Linked DNA regions of Hordeum vulgare: region 2 is linked to region 1. A link is a contact called in public Hi-C data. All regions are on one chromosome and are shown on one strand. Each heading gives the region's core, a stretch centred on a gene start, on an enhancer-like site or on the middle of the called end of the contact. The rest is flanking DNA. Distances are from core to core; before and after follow the strand shown. Region 1 holds the start of LOC123396046 (protein EDS1L-like). Region 2 holds the start of LOC123395900 (lysine-specific demethylase JMJ25-like).

Region 1 (7,900 bases), core at 4,036-6,535:
TCATCAAATGCGAAGAAAGTAAAACAGAAAACGAAAATCTTCACGCTTCAATTTCTTCAGAACGATATTCTTCAGGAACCACCGATCTTCTCAATATCAATATCTTCATGAGGAATATCCATTTCATCGTAAATTCTTCGCGATTCATTTCTTCAGCTTCAGACCAATTTCTTCAACTGAAGACATACATTTTTAGGGGTCGATATTCTTCAAATATCTCAAACTCCTCAATGACTTATAGATCCTGTGTACACTTAAAAACACATTAGATACTTAACCTATAAGTCTTCAATCCACCAAAATCGCTAAGGGGCACTAGATGCACTTACAAGAGTATATCCAATAGCAGCACGATGCTTCCTCCGAGTTTTTAGTAACTTCTTTTCTTCATGCACTGAGAGGCTAGCACTAATAATAACATGATATATCTCCTTTTCATCAAGATAGGCATACTTAAGAGTATCATGCAACTGTTTAAGCTCGAACACAGGATCACCCTTTGGTGGGGTGGATCCCCAAACAGTTCAACATGCAGATTATTCTTAAGGATAGGATATTTTTCTAAGACAACTCTATCTATCTCATCCCTTTCATCCATATGCATATCATTTTCATGCTCAAGCAAGTATTGCACTAAGGGATCAGTAGGATGCACGGCAATAGAGGCTAAGGCAATAGTTTCATCCTTACTAGGCAACTCCTTTTCATGAGGTTGTCTACCAAACTTAGAGAAATTGAACTCGTGTGACACACCTTCAAAGCCAACAGTGACAGTTTGCTTCTCACAATCAATATGAGCATTGACAGTATTGAGAAAAGGTCTACCAAATATGATGGGACAAAAGCTATCTTGTGCGGTAGCAAGAACGAGGAAATCAGCAGGAAACTTCGTTTTACCACACAAGACTTCAACATCCCTAACAATTCCCACAGCGCAGATAGTATCTCTATTGGCAAGCCGAGTAGTGACATCAATGGGCTCTATCTCAACAGGTGCAATCTCATCTTTGATTTCATCGTATAAGGATTGAGGTATTGCACTAACACTAGCACCCACGTCACATAAACCATGATAACAATGATCTCCTATCTTAACAGAAACCACAGGCATGCCAACAACACGCCTATGTTTGTCTCTAGCGTGAGGTTTAGCAATTCTAGCAGCATCTTCACATAAGTGAATATTATGTCCCTCAACTTCTTCAGACAGAAGATCTTTGATAATAGCAATGCTAGGTTAAACTCTAATTTTCTCAGGGGGTGTAGGTGTTAATATAGCCTCTACGTATCACAGTTGAAGCTTTAGAATGATCCTTTTTCCTAACAGGGAAAGGTGGTTTCTCAATGTAAGCACTGGGTACCATAGGATCATTATAGGCAATGACTTTCTCTTCAACTGGAGTGGGTTTAACTACATTGACTTCTAACGAAGGATGATATTTAAACCACTTCTCTTTGGGGAGATCAATATGAGCAGCAAAGGATTCACACAGTGAAGCTACTATCTCAGAGTCAAGTCCATACTTAGCGCTAAAGTCACAAAAAGTATTTGTCTCAACAAAGGATTTAACGCAATCAAACGTGAAATTCATACCTGACTCCTTACCTTCTTCAAGCTCCCAATCTTCAGAGTTGCGTTTAATTCTCCCCAATAAATTCCATTTGAAGTCAATATCTCTCTTCATAAAAGAAGCGGTACAAGAAGTGTCAAGCATGGCACGATCATCATGAGAAATCCGAGCATAGAAGTTCCGAATGATAATTTCTCTCGAGAGCTCATGATTGGGGCATGAATATAGCATTTATTTAAGCCTCCCCCAAGCTTGAGCGATGCTTTCTCTGTCACGAGGCCAAAAATTATAAATATAATTCCCATCATGATGTACTAAATGCATATGATAAAACTTTTGATGAAATTCCAATTTCAACCAATTGTAGTCCCATGATCCAGTATCATCACATAGCCTATACCATGTCAATGCCTTATCCTTCAAATATAAAGGAAAGACCTTCTTCTTGACCTCATCCTTGGGCACACCTGCAAGCTTAAATAAACCACAAACCTCATCTACATAGATTAGATGCAAGTCTGGATGTGATGTTCCATCTCGTGTAAAAGGATTAGCCAGCAGTTTCTCAAGCATACCCGAAGGAAATTCAAAGCAAATATTTTCAGTAGGTGCAGCAGGTTGAGGAGTAGAAAATTCAAAGCAACTCTTTGTTCTTCCGTTCGAGGTGAAGATACCCCGAACAAGCCCCTCAAAGGATTAGTATCCATAGTGACAATTGACAATAAATTTCAGCACACTATATGAATGTTTCCTTACCAAGTTCCACTTACCAAAGGCGCTTCACTCCCCGGCAACGGCGCCAGAAAAGAGTCTTTATGACCCACAAGTATAGGGGATCAATCGTAGTCCTTTCGATAAGTAAGAGTGTCGAACCCAACGAGGAGCAGAAGGATCTGACAAGTGGTTTTCAGCAAGGAAATATCTGCAAGCATTGAAATTATCGGTAACAAGTGATTGTGTGGTGAGATGATTCGTAGCAAGCAACAAGTAACAAAAGTAGCAACGGTGCAGCAAAGTGGCCCAATCCCTATTGTAGCAAGGGACAAGCCTGGACAAAGTCTTATAGGAGGAAAAACGCTCCCTAGGACACACGTGAATTTTTGTCATGCTAGTTTCATCATGTTCATATGATTCGTGTTCGTTACTTTGATAGTTTGATATGTGGGTGGACCGACGCTTGGGTACTGCCCTTACTTGGACAAGCATCCCACTTATGATTAACCCCTCTCGCAAGCATCCGTAACTAAGAAAGAAGAATTAAGACAAAGTCTAACCATAACATTAAACTAGTGGATCCAAATCAGCCCCTTACGAAGCAACGCATAAACTAGGGTTTAAGCTTCTGTCACTCTAGCAACTCATCATGTACTTACTACTTCCCAATGCGTTCCTCTAGGCCCAAATAATGGTGAAGTGTTATGTAGTCGACGTTCACATAACACCACTAGAGGAAAAACAACATACAACATATCAAAATATCGAACGAATACCAAATTCACATGACTACTATTAGCATGACTTATCCCATGTCCTCAGGAACAAAAGTAACTACTCACAAAGCATAATCATAGTCATGATCAGAGAGGTAATGAGTAGCATCAAGGATCTGAACATAAACTCTTCCACCAAATAATCTAACTGGCATCAACTACAAAGAGTAATCAACACTACTAGCAACCTTACAAGTACCAATCGGAGTCGCGAGACGGAGATTGGTTACAAGTGATGAACTAGGTTTTGGAGATGAGATGGTGCCGGTGAAGATGTTGATGGTGACGAGTCCCCTCCGATGAGAGGAGTGTTGGTGATGACGATGGCGACGATTTCCCCATCCGGGATGGAAGTTTCCCCGACAGGATCGTCCTACCGGAGCTCTAGATTGGTTCTGCTCAAGTTCCGCCTCATGGCGGCGGCGAAACCACGAAAAAGATCCTCTCTGATTTTTTCCTGGATGAAACCCTCCATATAGCAAAAGAGGGGGGCCAGTGGGCCAGTGGGCTGCCCACAAGCCCCCATGGCGCGGCCTGGGGGGGGGGGTGGCCGCGCCGTGCAGGCTTGTGGGCACCCCCTGGTGCCCCTCTGGCACTTCTTCGGCCCAGTATTTTTGATAAATTTGGAAAAAAATCCCCGTTGATTTTCACGGCGTTTGGAGTTGCGCAGAATAGGTATCTCAACTTTGCTCCACTTTCAGGCCCGAATTCCAGTTGCCGCTATTCTCCCTCTTCATGTAAACCTTGCAAAATAAGAGAGAAAAGGCATAAGAATAGTACCGTGAAGTGGAATAACAACCAAAGAAGCGATAAATATCAACATGAAAACATGATGCAAAATGGACGTATCAGCGATCCACCTCCTCCTTCGAGCAGAGGAAGGGCGGCCTCCACCTTCGAGTTCCAGCAGAGGAAGGGCGGCCTCCAGTGGGCCAGTGAGCCAGTGAGCAGCCGCATTGGCTTCTTCCTCTTCCCTCCTTCCCGTCGTGCTTCCCGTGCTCCCCGACGTGTGGCTTGGCCAGCACGGAGGTGAGGCTTGACGGGTGCGGAAGGATAGGCAGACATACGTCACTTTGGGCGGTGGCGTAGGCCAGCAGGTGGCCGGCGGCCATGGCGGTCTCTGGTTCCTCTCTCGTTCTAGTGTAGGGGATAGGAGAATGAAAGTAGAGAAGAGAAAAATAAATAAGAAAGAGACCCTGACATGTGGGCCTCACATGTCAGTTAACGGTCAAACAGGGAGTCAAACTAACGCTTCATTTAGGTGTGGATCCGACCTGTCATAATCACGATTAGTCGTAAAGTATTTGACGATTTAGATTTTTTAAAAACCGATAGTTTTTTAAACCCTAGCCTGTAAACTAGTAGTTTTATGCTATTTACTCCTACAATTATGGATAGACTACTTCGACTATACTTTTGCGAGAGTCCATTTTCAATTGCTATAATCTCATGGCACATGACCTTCATTTTTTTGAATTTTATGGGTAATTTTGCCACTCTATGATTTTCAGCAGGTATAATCTTATGATCCATGATCTTTACCTGAATTTTGTTAGTAGTCAAATAGTTTCTTCACAAGCGACATTCTTCATGTTTAGTGGTACTTGCACTGTGCGTGAGTAAGAGAGAGAGAAAATGATGATGAAGCCTTTATAAACTTATAAGTTTCCAACAAGGGGATACTTTTTTTTGTTATGTTTTGAGTAAATTATTATTGGTTTATATCTTGTGGCAAGACATTCTTCAGAACTCGCAAAAACACTGAAATGCAAAAGAAATATTAAAAATTGTAGATGAGAATTCATGCACAATGACAATGCTATCCCTTCGATCCATATTAATTGTTACTCCCTCTGTTCTTAAATAGTTGTTGTTGGACAGAACTATATTAGTTTTCCCCAACAACAAATATTATGGTACAGAGGGAGTACAACTTTAGCATAACTTTTTATTTGAAAATGTCATATAATGATCATAGTTCCGCCTTGAAGAACATGTTGGGGCCTGAAACGGTATACATACATCTATCTACACTACAATCAAAGGAAGCATTTCTTTGTCACACTTCATCCGTAGGAAGGAAGCATTTCTTTGTCACATTTCATCCGTAGGGTTTAGGCAGTTGCGGCTCCTATTTTTTCCGCTCCTCGGTAGTACTCTCGTAGTCTATGATCGTATCGTATCAACCACCCGCGAAGAGCCAAAGACACAGGGGCGACAAGTCAACCCAGCAGGCAGCGAGCTCAAGCGTCAAAGGCCAGCAGAGGAAGGGCGGCCTCCACCTTCCAGTTCCAGGTGCTCCGGCTCCTCCACTGGCCCACCACTATGCCGATGGACACCCCGCCGCCGCGCGGGGCGGCGCTGTCCGACGACGACCGCCTCCTCGTCGCCCACTGCGCCGGACTCTCCTTCCCCTCCGCCTCCCGCTCCCCGCCCTCCGCCACCGCCTCCTTCCAGGTGCACCACGCGTCCCACCCCTACCCCTGCGCCGCCTTCGTCTTCCCGCCCACCTGGTCCGCCGCCGGCTGGATGCCCCCCTCCCTCGACGCCGGCGGCCGCGCGCCGTTTGGGGACGCGGAGGTCGACCCCGCGCTCTTCCCGTCGCTGCGCAGCGTCGGGAGCGGTGTTCCCGCGCGCGCCAGCGCCGCCTTCGTCGCCGCCTTCAGGGGCCTGCTCGACGGCTCGCCGCTCCAGACCGAGGTGAGAGTCTTCTGCCATCGTTTTTTTACGGTTTCTGCCATCGCTACTTCATAAACCATTGTGGCGAGAAGTCGTGGTTGCCGCACCGAAGTAAAATGCAATATCTGAACCTTTTACGCTTTGCAGATATTGCATTTGTATCAAGAAACATAAATTCCCTTTGTATCAAGAAACCCTTGTTGCTCCGAATTCTATACAGGCTACATTTATGTTGGTGTTGGTTCGCACGGACTTGTTGTGAATGTTGAAATATATTGTCCGTGTCCCTTCATCAGTTTGGACTTTTGAATTAGTTGGCTGAAGCATGAATTTCAATATGGTATCAGAGCCCAGAGGCCTTGAGTTGAAGATCCTGCCAAAAGGGCTACCTCTTTTTCTTGTCCCAAATTGTTATAATGCTTTTGAAGATTTATTTCTTTGGTCGGTTTTGATTTTCATAGTGCTTTTACGGTTCAGTTAGTTTGATTTGAGCTTATGACAGAGAATGAGGGAGGTAATGAGATCCATGGCCACTATAGTTTCAGACTGATAGTAGTAGATAAAAGTCTACATGGTAGTTTGGCTTGGTGCTATGCCCGGTGAAAATAGGTAAAATGAACTAGGTGCTTTATTAATTTGATGACAGGAAAATGAAGTGGCCTTCGTGAGTTCAGCAATAGTACCGAGTTCCTCTCCACTTACTTTTTCCTCTTGCTGTGGTCATAGACCTTTCATAGTCCTACCTCGTGTTATTTTATCTTCGTATCAACAGAGTGATAGTCTTGCCATGGTGAATTTTAAATTTCGGTGTAACTGCATTATCACCTCAAGGAAAAGTGGTGTTTATTTATTGCTTTGTATTACAGGTATCTAAAGCGGTGGCAGAGGAGAAACGTGTCGTATTCACAGGCCATTCATCTGGGGGTTCAATAGCCACCCTTGCTGCCATATGGTTTCTTGAGAACTGCACGAGACGGGGAAGTGTCAATCAAGCACAGCCATTTTGCGTGACCTTTGGGGCACCTCTTGTTGGCGATAATGTTTTCAACCATGCTGTTAGAAGGGAGGGCTGGTCGCAGTGTATTTTGCATTTCATCATGCCACTGGACATCATCCCACGAATTCCGCTGGCCCCCCTTGCATCCTCTAGAGAACAAATTCAATCTGTTCTGGATTGGTTATCTCCTCATAGTCCAAACTTCTCACCTGTTGGGAATTCACTTGTTATTCCTGAGTTTTATGAAACTTTGTTGAGAAGCACCCTATCAATTGCCAGCTACGAGGCCTGTTCTTTCATGGGATGCACTAGCTCAATCCTAGGAACGCTGACTTCCTTTATTGAGCTATCCCCTTACAGACCCTGTGGGACTTATCTTTTCTTGACAAGTACCGAACAACTGGTTATTCTCACAAACTCAGATGCTGTATTACAGTTGCTATTTTACTGCCTTCAATTGGATCCCCAACAACAATTGCTTGATGCCGCTGCCAGAAGCTTAAGTGCTCACTGGCAATATGAATCGATTAAACAAAATATGATGCAAGAGGTAGTTTGTGTGGATTACCTAAGAGCAATTTCATCATCACTTCCTGGTACACAGATGAATGGGATAGCAATTGGTGGCCTTGAACTGGTAAGCAACGGCTCCTCTTCTTCCATAAAATACCGTGGATTGCCACTGTAAACATCTGTTATTTTGGTGAACTGTATGTCTGAAGGCAGTCTTAGTCTGGAAACCCTCAGTGTTGCCTTTTAGCGTCTGGTCATTCATTTATGGTGTAGCCAAATGCAACAGATATGTCTGTAGGTTAGGATAAATGGCAGTGTACGCATCAAATTTGTATCAGTAACTGTTTCTGATAACACAATTCTCCAGTTACTAGTTCCATTTCCATCTTCATAGTGTTTTCCCTGAGTTTAAACCACTAGTAAATTTAATAATCAGTCCAATCACATAATATTACAGTTGTCCCTTTCATATTACAGAGTAAGGAAGCTATGCTGAGTCTTGCTGCTGCTGCACAATGGGAGAAGCAGAGAGAGATAAACCAAGCAAAGATAGACGCAAACTGCAGTAAAATTCAGGAAGCCCTCAAGTCCCTGAATGAGTACAAAAGAACATGCGAGCTGCATGAAGTTAGCTACTATGACTCGTTCAA
Region 2 (7,900 bases), core at 2,634-5,133, 400 kb after region 1:
AGTTAGCCACCATAAATGCTTAGGATGCTGCAACCTAAACACTGAACCTTCCTCACCTAATAATTTGACTAGTTTCGGTACCAAGGTCATCGATTGCTGAGTCCCCGTGGCTCACAGATTGCTTCAACACCCCAACAGGTACATGTATGCCCGACGTAGGTGATCCATATGGCACGCAGCTGGTGTGGCAGTACGATGAGGAGAACGACCACCTGTACGTGAACTATCCAGAAGACTGAGGCCGTGGTCGTGATCGTGGGCAAGCATTGCAGGATAGCATAGTCTTTTCCTTGTGTTATGTAGTCTGTAGCGGAACTACCTTGTCGGAATAAATGTGTGGATGTAACTCTTATATTATCTATGTGAGATGGCAAATGAATGCCCTATTTGTCAATCTTAAATTATGTATGTGCTATGTTTATCTCGCTTGCGAAACGCTTAGATGCGCTTCTTTCCCTTTTGGGGCATCGCCCCCTAAATAGGAAAGGACAGCATCTTAGTCGTTACAATACTCCTCCCTATTTTGAACACCGTATCACAAGTTTCTCACTGTTCTCATTTCAAGCTATTTTTTCTGTCAGGATCTCGAGTTCTCGAGCACAGTGTCCTCGCCCCTTCCGACAACGTAGGAGATTACGCTTGGTTGATGTAAATAGAGATTGAAAGAGAGCTAATGAGAGAGGTAATAATGAAGGAAGACTGTGGATTCCATGGAGGTGCAACCGCCCACGTCAGAACGAGGAAATCTTGCTAGCATCTCCATCATTCCTAATCCAAATCAAGACATGAGGACCAGGAGAAGCCAACAAGCTCCATGTATATTAGAGTGGCCTACTTAGAGTTGACCCCTAGGCAGGTTACATGTAAACAACTTTGACAACTTAATATATAACTGTGGGGTTGAGAATACTTCTCGCATGCATATACCTTCCAATTGGGACATCTCTCGTATAAGTGAAAGTGGTGCATGAAAAAGCTCTTGGGGACCTCAAAACAAGCATATAATTGTGGAGGTTCAAAACAATGCGATGATGATCCAACACTTGCTCCATGAAATCCAGAGCTTGAAGGAGATATTAGTAAAGCATATGGAGGAGGACAAGGCCACCACGTCATCACCGCCATCACCGTAATCGACAAGTTGCACGTCAGCGATGACGCCGTCGCATTGTGAGATGATGTTGCAATGGCACCGTCGTGCTGCGAGCCGGTACTATGACGGGTGGCATTGATGCGAGGCGGTGCTGGAATGCGGCGCCGCCGTGCACGCCGCAAAAGTTGCTGAGTGCTATGCTCGTGACAGTGTTATGCGATGGGAAGAACAAAGGAAGGGAAGGCCATGTGGCATTGACTTCTATGGACGACTATGGATGCCCAGATCAAACACTTCAAAAGGTGGATGTTGTTTGCTTTTGTGCATCCGGATGGTGCCTAGCAGCCACCATAAAAAAGACCTTTACATCATCTCATCTCGGACAGAGGCTCTTAGAGCAACTCCAACCGGGCGACCCATTTCATCCGCCCGTGTCCGTTTGGATGACCGAGGACATAAAAGTTGGCCCAACGTGCCGACCAAACGAACGCGCGTCCGTTTTTCGTCCACCCGCGACCCATTCGCCCGCCCTTCTCTTCCCGTGGTCCGCCAGTCGGTGGCACATACGCCAGTCTCTTCTTCCGCCTTCGCCTCCAAATCACCCTACCGCCACCGCCCGCCCCTCGCCGCCCGCTTCCGCCGTTGTCGCCAGTCATCCTCCCGCGGACTCACCTTCCCATAGACTCGCCTCCCGCGGTCACCGCCCATCTCTGCCACTTTCTCTCGAAGGGAGGCTCCTCTCCGGCCAAAGCCTTCCACAACGCCCGCAAGGTGTTCGACGCTTCGCCCTAGGTACAAATGGACTTCGATGATGAGTATTTTTTCTACAATGTTCTTTTGGACTCGGATGATTTTTCATATGATGATGAGTAGATGGCGGCGGTTGCGTTGGTCGTCCATGACCACGTAAGTATGGAGCGGCCATAGTTTAAGGGCTCCTTGCCGGGGCACACACCCACACTGAATCATAACCGGGAGATTGGCCATTTCCTACTCTGGAAAGACTACTTCGAGCCCCCAAATCCGCTCTTCAAATGTCACTTGTTCCGCCGCCGTTTTCGGATGGCTAGACATGTTTTCAACTGTATTCGAAAGGGGTTGGTTGAATACGATAACTATTTTGAGTGAAGACGGATGCCCTTGGAAAGATTGGCTTCTCCTCTTATCAGAAATGCATTGCTGCCATTTGGATGCTTGCATACGAAGTCCCCGATGATCTCATTGATGAGTATGTCCGGATAAGTGAGTCCACCTGCCTTGAGTCCATGTATAGATTCTACAGGGTTGTCATAGATGTGTTTGGGTCGGAGTACTTGAGAGAGCCAACAACTGTCGGTACAACACGGTTGTTGTCGATGAATTCAAGTAAGGAGTTTTCGTGGATGCTTGGTAGCATAGATTGTATGCACTCGAAGTGGAAGAACCGCCCTTCTGCTGGCAAGGGCAGTATAAGGGCCATGTTCGAGCTTGCACTGTCATACTTGAGGCTGTGGCTTCCCAATATCTTTGGATTTGGCACGCTTTCTGCGGCATGGCCGGATCTCACAATGATATCAATGTGCTCCATCGCTCTTCGGTGTTTGCTAGGATGGCAAAAGGCAATTGTCCGGAGGTCAATGTTGAGATCAATGGCCACCAATACACCAATGGATACTATCTAGCTGACGATATCTATCCAAAGCGGTCTACTCTTGTGAAGACAATCTCTAATTTTGTAGAAGAGAAAGATAAAGAGATTTGCCCAAGAACAAGAGTGTTAGAAAATATGTAGAACGTGCCTTTGACGTTCTTCAATCTCGATGAGGCATTGTTCGATATCCTGCTAGAACATGAAGCATGAAAACGTTGTGGGAGGTGATAACAACTTGTGTCATCATGCACAACATAATCATAGAGGATGAGCACCCAAAACGTTTATCTGATTAAGGGTTTGAGTTTCACGATGACAATGTTGTGCATGAGCATGGAGGAGAGGCAATGTTTGCATAGTTCGTCGAGTTTCATCATAAGATGCGTGATTGAGATACTCACATGCATGTGCAAAATGATTTGTTTAATCATATGTGGATTCATGTGAGCAACTAGTAAATGTATCGGCAACCTTTTCTTTTAAATGCATCAACTATGAGATATTTTCATAATTATTAAACTATGCAATAATGTTTTGTATTAAACATTTATTAATCTAGAAATAAAATTTATTTTATGCAATAAATTTATCAAAACGATAAAAAAATAACTACAAACCTTTCACGCGGATGAAAAATGGATCGGTTGATCCATTTATAAGAAAATCAGACGTGCTGATTCGAACAAACAAAACACGAACAAAATACGTGTCTGTTTGAGTCGGGGGTTGAAGCTGCCAAACAATAATCGTCCGTGATTGCGAACATGTCTGGTCATTCCGGACACAGGCTTTCTCAATCATGGCTGCTCCGTCAAAAACAGAAAAACGTGTCAAGGTTTTAGCTAACAAGAAAAACCCTGACCTGGTCTGGCCGGCCTATACTCGTGTGAAAAAAGATCCGTTGGACCTTTCTACCCCTGGGAAGTTGTGCGGCACGCCTCACAAGTCACAACTTGGCACGACCTGTGTCACGCCGTAGTCCCATGCCGTGACGAACGAACCTTCCTTTCGCACCTGTGGAAGTACTCCTACCTACAGCAGGAGTAATAGACAACAGTAGTAGTAAAAAAAAAACATTTACTCCTACCTACCATACATTGCCCCCCAAAGGAAATTACCGCAGCTGATAAATCCAACCCGCGCACTCGCCAGTCAGGAGCGACCAACCCACCGGAAACCGAACCAAAACCAGCAGCGGCCGGAGCAGCAGCAGCGAGGAGCCTCGTATCGAACCGCAACGGGCCGCCCCGTACGCGCGTTCCACGTGGCCGCTACTCCCTCCGCCCCTTCCCACCTCCGACGAAAACACCTGCGGGCTGCGGCCCTGCCCGCCCCGGCCAGATTGCGCCCGACGGGATAGGCGTCGTAGATAATAAATCCGGGAGATCGAATCCCCGAATCCGGGTTGCTCCCGCGGATTGGATCGTGCGCGGCGGCGGCGGCGGCGGCCATGGGGGCGATGGGTTGCCGTCGGGCCGGGGGGTCCGTGGGCTGGCAGTACGTCTTCAAGGATGAGGATGAGGAGGACGGGAGCGAGGACGCGCCGCTCCTGGAGGAGAAGGAGGGGGCGGACGAGGACTGGGATGTCGAGATGGAGAGGAGGGGGACGAAGAGGAAGGCGCCGCGCTCGTCGCGGCCGCAAAAGCTGCGGTGCGTCGCCACCCTCTGCGCCTCGCCTGCGTCGTCCGATGCCGGGCCCCCGTCGTGGAGCGCCGTGCCCAAGGGGCGGCGCAGCGGAAACAGGGCCAAGAGGGGCCGCCCCGTCGCCGTGCCCTCGGAAACAGCTGCTCCCGCAGCAGAGGAGGCGACGCCGAGCACCAGCGCCTCGGGCCGCACCAAGGGTAGGAGGGCTTGCCACCAATGCAAGTCGGGGATGAGGCAGCAGATGACCAAGTGTAAGCGATGCCGCGACAAGATCTACTGCGGCCGCTGCATCAATGATATGTACATCTCTCTTCTCACCCCGCTTGTAATGTTCGGACATTAGCACGAATGAACATCGGAGTTATCAGTGAGGCCTGCGGGTTTGCAGGTACCCGGAGTTGTCGTTGGGCCAGGTTAGACTTCAGTGCCCATCCTGCCGCGGAATCTGCAAATGTAAACGGTGCAACCCCAAGGAGCAGGGTGAACCCAAGGTGATGATCTTGTGGCTTGTTGAGTTAATCTCCGATGGTGCAAACCCATCAGCAGTTCAGCATGATATCAGCACTTCTGATTTCTATGTTACATTCATAAGATTTCTTGTTTTGAAATTATTGTTCTCTGTTGCGACAAACTGACAATGCTGTCACTTGTAGTACAAATTGTTGTTAAACTGTGACAAGGAAATCTAGTTATTGAGTGTTTGCAGTGTTGGACATACTTACAGTTTTGCGAAACCATAACTGTTGTAACAAAAAAATCAACACCATATACGGAGGTCTAAAATATGCATTTTTTCCACTCGTAGAGTTCAGTTTTGAGGAAACGCAACGGCAGTAGATCAGTAACGAAGAGAAAGAAGGCTAACACCTCAGGTGTAAAGTCAACTAGGTTTCGTAATGAGGTGACGCAGGCGGAAGCAAATGACAACTCCTTCCTAAGCTCCAATGAGATTAATAGCACATGTGTCAAATTAGACAAGGTAGATACATTGGATGCAAGAGCTGATGAGATTGCTTGTGAAACTAAAGTAAAACATGCTAGATATCTGTTGCACTACCTGCTGCCTTGTTTGAGTGACCTGAACAGGGATCAGATGGTTGAGAGAGAAATTGAGGCCAAAATTCAAGGTAAACTCAATTCTCCAGAACATGTGGAAACTAAACAGAGTTGTGCCTTGCAACTAATTGTTAGTACTTACCCTGTTTTCTGCCAAACAGGATTGGAATTGTCTGAACTGAGTGTTGAACAGGCTGACTGCCGGAATGATGAGAGGATGTTCTGGTACTGAGTGCTCCATTCATTCAACTTTGGATTTTTTTTCACTTCCTGTTGTTATTTTATACTTTGTACTGATGATTTTTTCTATTTGTCCAGTGACAATTGCAGAACTTCGATCTTTGATCTGCATAGAAGCTGTCCAAACTGCTCATATGAATTATGCATTGCGTGCTGTAAGGAGCTTCGTGGAAATAATCTAGAGGGCTCTTGTCGGGAAGAGCTGGTGTCTTATCCTAATAGAGGAATCGACTATATGCATGGTGGTGATCCATCGCCTGAGTTGATAAACTGCGTACAACCACACTTTTCCAGTTGCCAGCCTAAGACTACTAAGTGGTGTGCTAATACTGATGGGACTATAAATTGCCCCCCACCTGAACTTGGTGGTTGTGGTGATATTGCCCTTAAGTTGAGGCAGATGTTTCCAAAAGATTGGTTAAATAATCTCGAAAGGGATGCTCTACAGTTGAGTAAGCAGCTCGAACCTTCGGATATTGTCAGCGGATATACACATGAATGTCCATGCTGTACTAAACATGAAAATGCAAGGCATGCTGCCACCAGAGATAATTCAACAGATAACTGCCTATACTGTCCAAAATCAGATAATGAGAAAGCAGATGATCTAACTCACTTCCAGAGTCACTGGGTGAAAGGAGAACCTGTTATTGTTCAAGGGGTACTACAGAAAATACCACATTTGAGCTGGGAGCCACCACATATGTGGTCTGAAGTACATGGTGATAGTACCACCCCTGATATGAAAAATGTGAAGTGTATTGATTGTTTATCATGTTGTGAGGTTAGTGAAAAACATCGCATATCTAGAAAATGATTATATTTCTTGAATATCTTTATATTGTATTTGTTTGTCAACTGATTCCAAATACGTAAGATATTGAGGTGTAAGAAAAACACGTTGTCAAGATCTATAATTTTTTTCCAAAGGTATTATTAGCATTCTATACCTATCCATCGGTTTTAATACAGTTGTTAGCATTAGCATCTTGAATGTCGAAAGGTCCCGGTGTCGATTAATTCGTCCACCATCACCCAAAAATCTCTTCAGTCCCATGCGCTCATTAGCTGGAAAGCGTTTACTGTCTTGAAGTACACTTTTCTTTGGTTATTTCAGGAACAACTCGTAGCACAGTTGTCTAAAATATGTAATTTAATGTAAGTGTAAGGTTCCAAGAGAACATAGATTAAGACAAATTTCTTTTAGGATGGATGAGGGGTTTGAATTAATCTGTTTCATGTGGACTTGTTCAGTGTAGTCATTACGTCTTTTTTTTCTCATTACCCAGAAAGGAAATTCACCTTTTGTGTTTAAATGATCCAGGTCGAGATACGCACACAAGATTTCTTCAATGGATACTATTATGGTCGGGTGTATCAAAACGAATGGCCCGAAATGCTTAAATTGAAAGACTGGCCTACTTCAAATCATTTTGAAGAGCTTTTGCCTTCGCATGGAGTGGAATACATCAATTCTTTACCCTTTCAACCGTACACAAATTTGAAATCTGGTTTGCTAAGTGTTTCCGCATTGCTTCCCGATGACATTCTAAAGATCGACATGGGCCCGAAGTCATACATAGCTTATGGCTATGCACAGGAACTTGGCAGAGGAGATTCTGTTACGAAGCTTCATTGTGATATATCTGACGCAGTAAGTAAATAGTTGTACTCCCTTAGCAATTGAGAAGCACCAACAGCTTGGAAACAAATTCTGATCTCTCATGTATCTATGAAAGGATTTTTTTCGCACTTGCTTACCTCAAAGAACTTAATTTTCCTGTAATGTAGAACATTCAATTTCATGGGACCGATAGTAGAACCCTGATTGATGCTAGTCTTGCTGAGATTTGGTTCTCTTTAATTATTCTATGTTATTTTTGATATTGTTAGGTTAACGTTTTGATGCATACTGCACAAGTTGCCCCTTCTAAAGGACAAGAAAATGCAATAAAAAACTTGAAAGCAAGACATGAGGGACAAGATGAAAAGGAATGTTGTGGCAATTTTTCAATTGATGGAAGTAATGCATGTCACAAAAATTGCGTGGATTCAAACCATACACCCTCTCCTAACTACAGCAAGGACGATGAGGGAGGTGCTTTATGGGATATTTTCAGGAGGGAGGACGTTCCAGAACTGGAAACGTACCTTCGTAAACATTCCAAGGAATTTCGCCATATATATTGTTCTCCAGTTGAAAAGGTTGGTAATTGTGTGATATGAACAACCTTGTA

What was found. A called contact is a pair of places that touch in the nucleus more often than the background predicts.
Region 2: a contact with region 1 is called in a Hi-C map of leaf, with 2.8 times the contacts expected there. The contact joins the promoter of LOC123395900 here to the promoter of LOC123396046 in region 1. A contact is called at or near these places in 3 of 6 Hi-C or Micro-C datasets (leaf and seedling) and 1 of 1 datasets of contacts at active chromatin or transcription factors (embryo).

The regions. Positions count from the first base shown.
Region 1 is chr5H:419,586,191-419,594,090 of MorexV3_pseudomolecules_assembly, forward strand. LOC123396046 (protein EDS1L-like) reads left to right here and starts at 5,286. Exons shown (of 3, transcript XM_045091076.1): 1 at 5,286-5,761; 2 at 6,607-7,374; 3 at 7,728-7,900. The coding sequence starts at 5,387.
Region 2 is chr5H:419,990,065-419,997,964 of MorexV3_pseudomolecules_assembly, forward strand. LOC123395900 (lysine-specific demethylase JMJ25-like) reads left to right here and starts at 3,884. Exons shown (of 11, transcript XM_045090927.1): 1 at 3,884-4,667; 2 at 4,756-4,858; 3 at 5,173-5,494; 4 at 5,585-5,648; 5 at 5,742-6,447; 6 at 6,988-7,317; 7 at 7,557-7,868. The coding sequence starts at 4,174.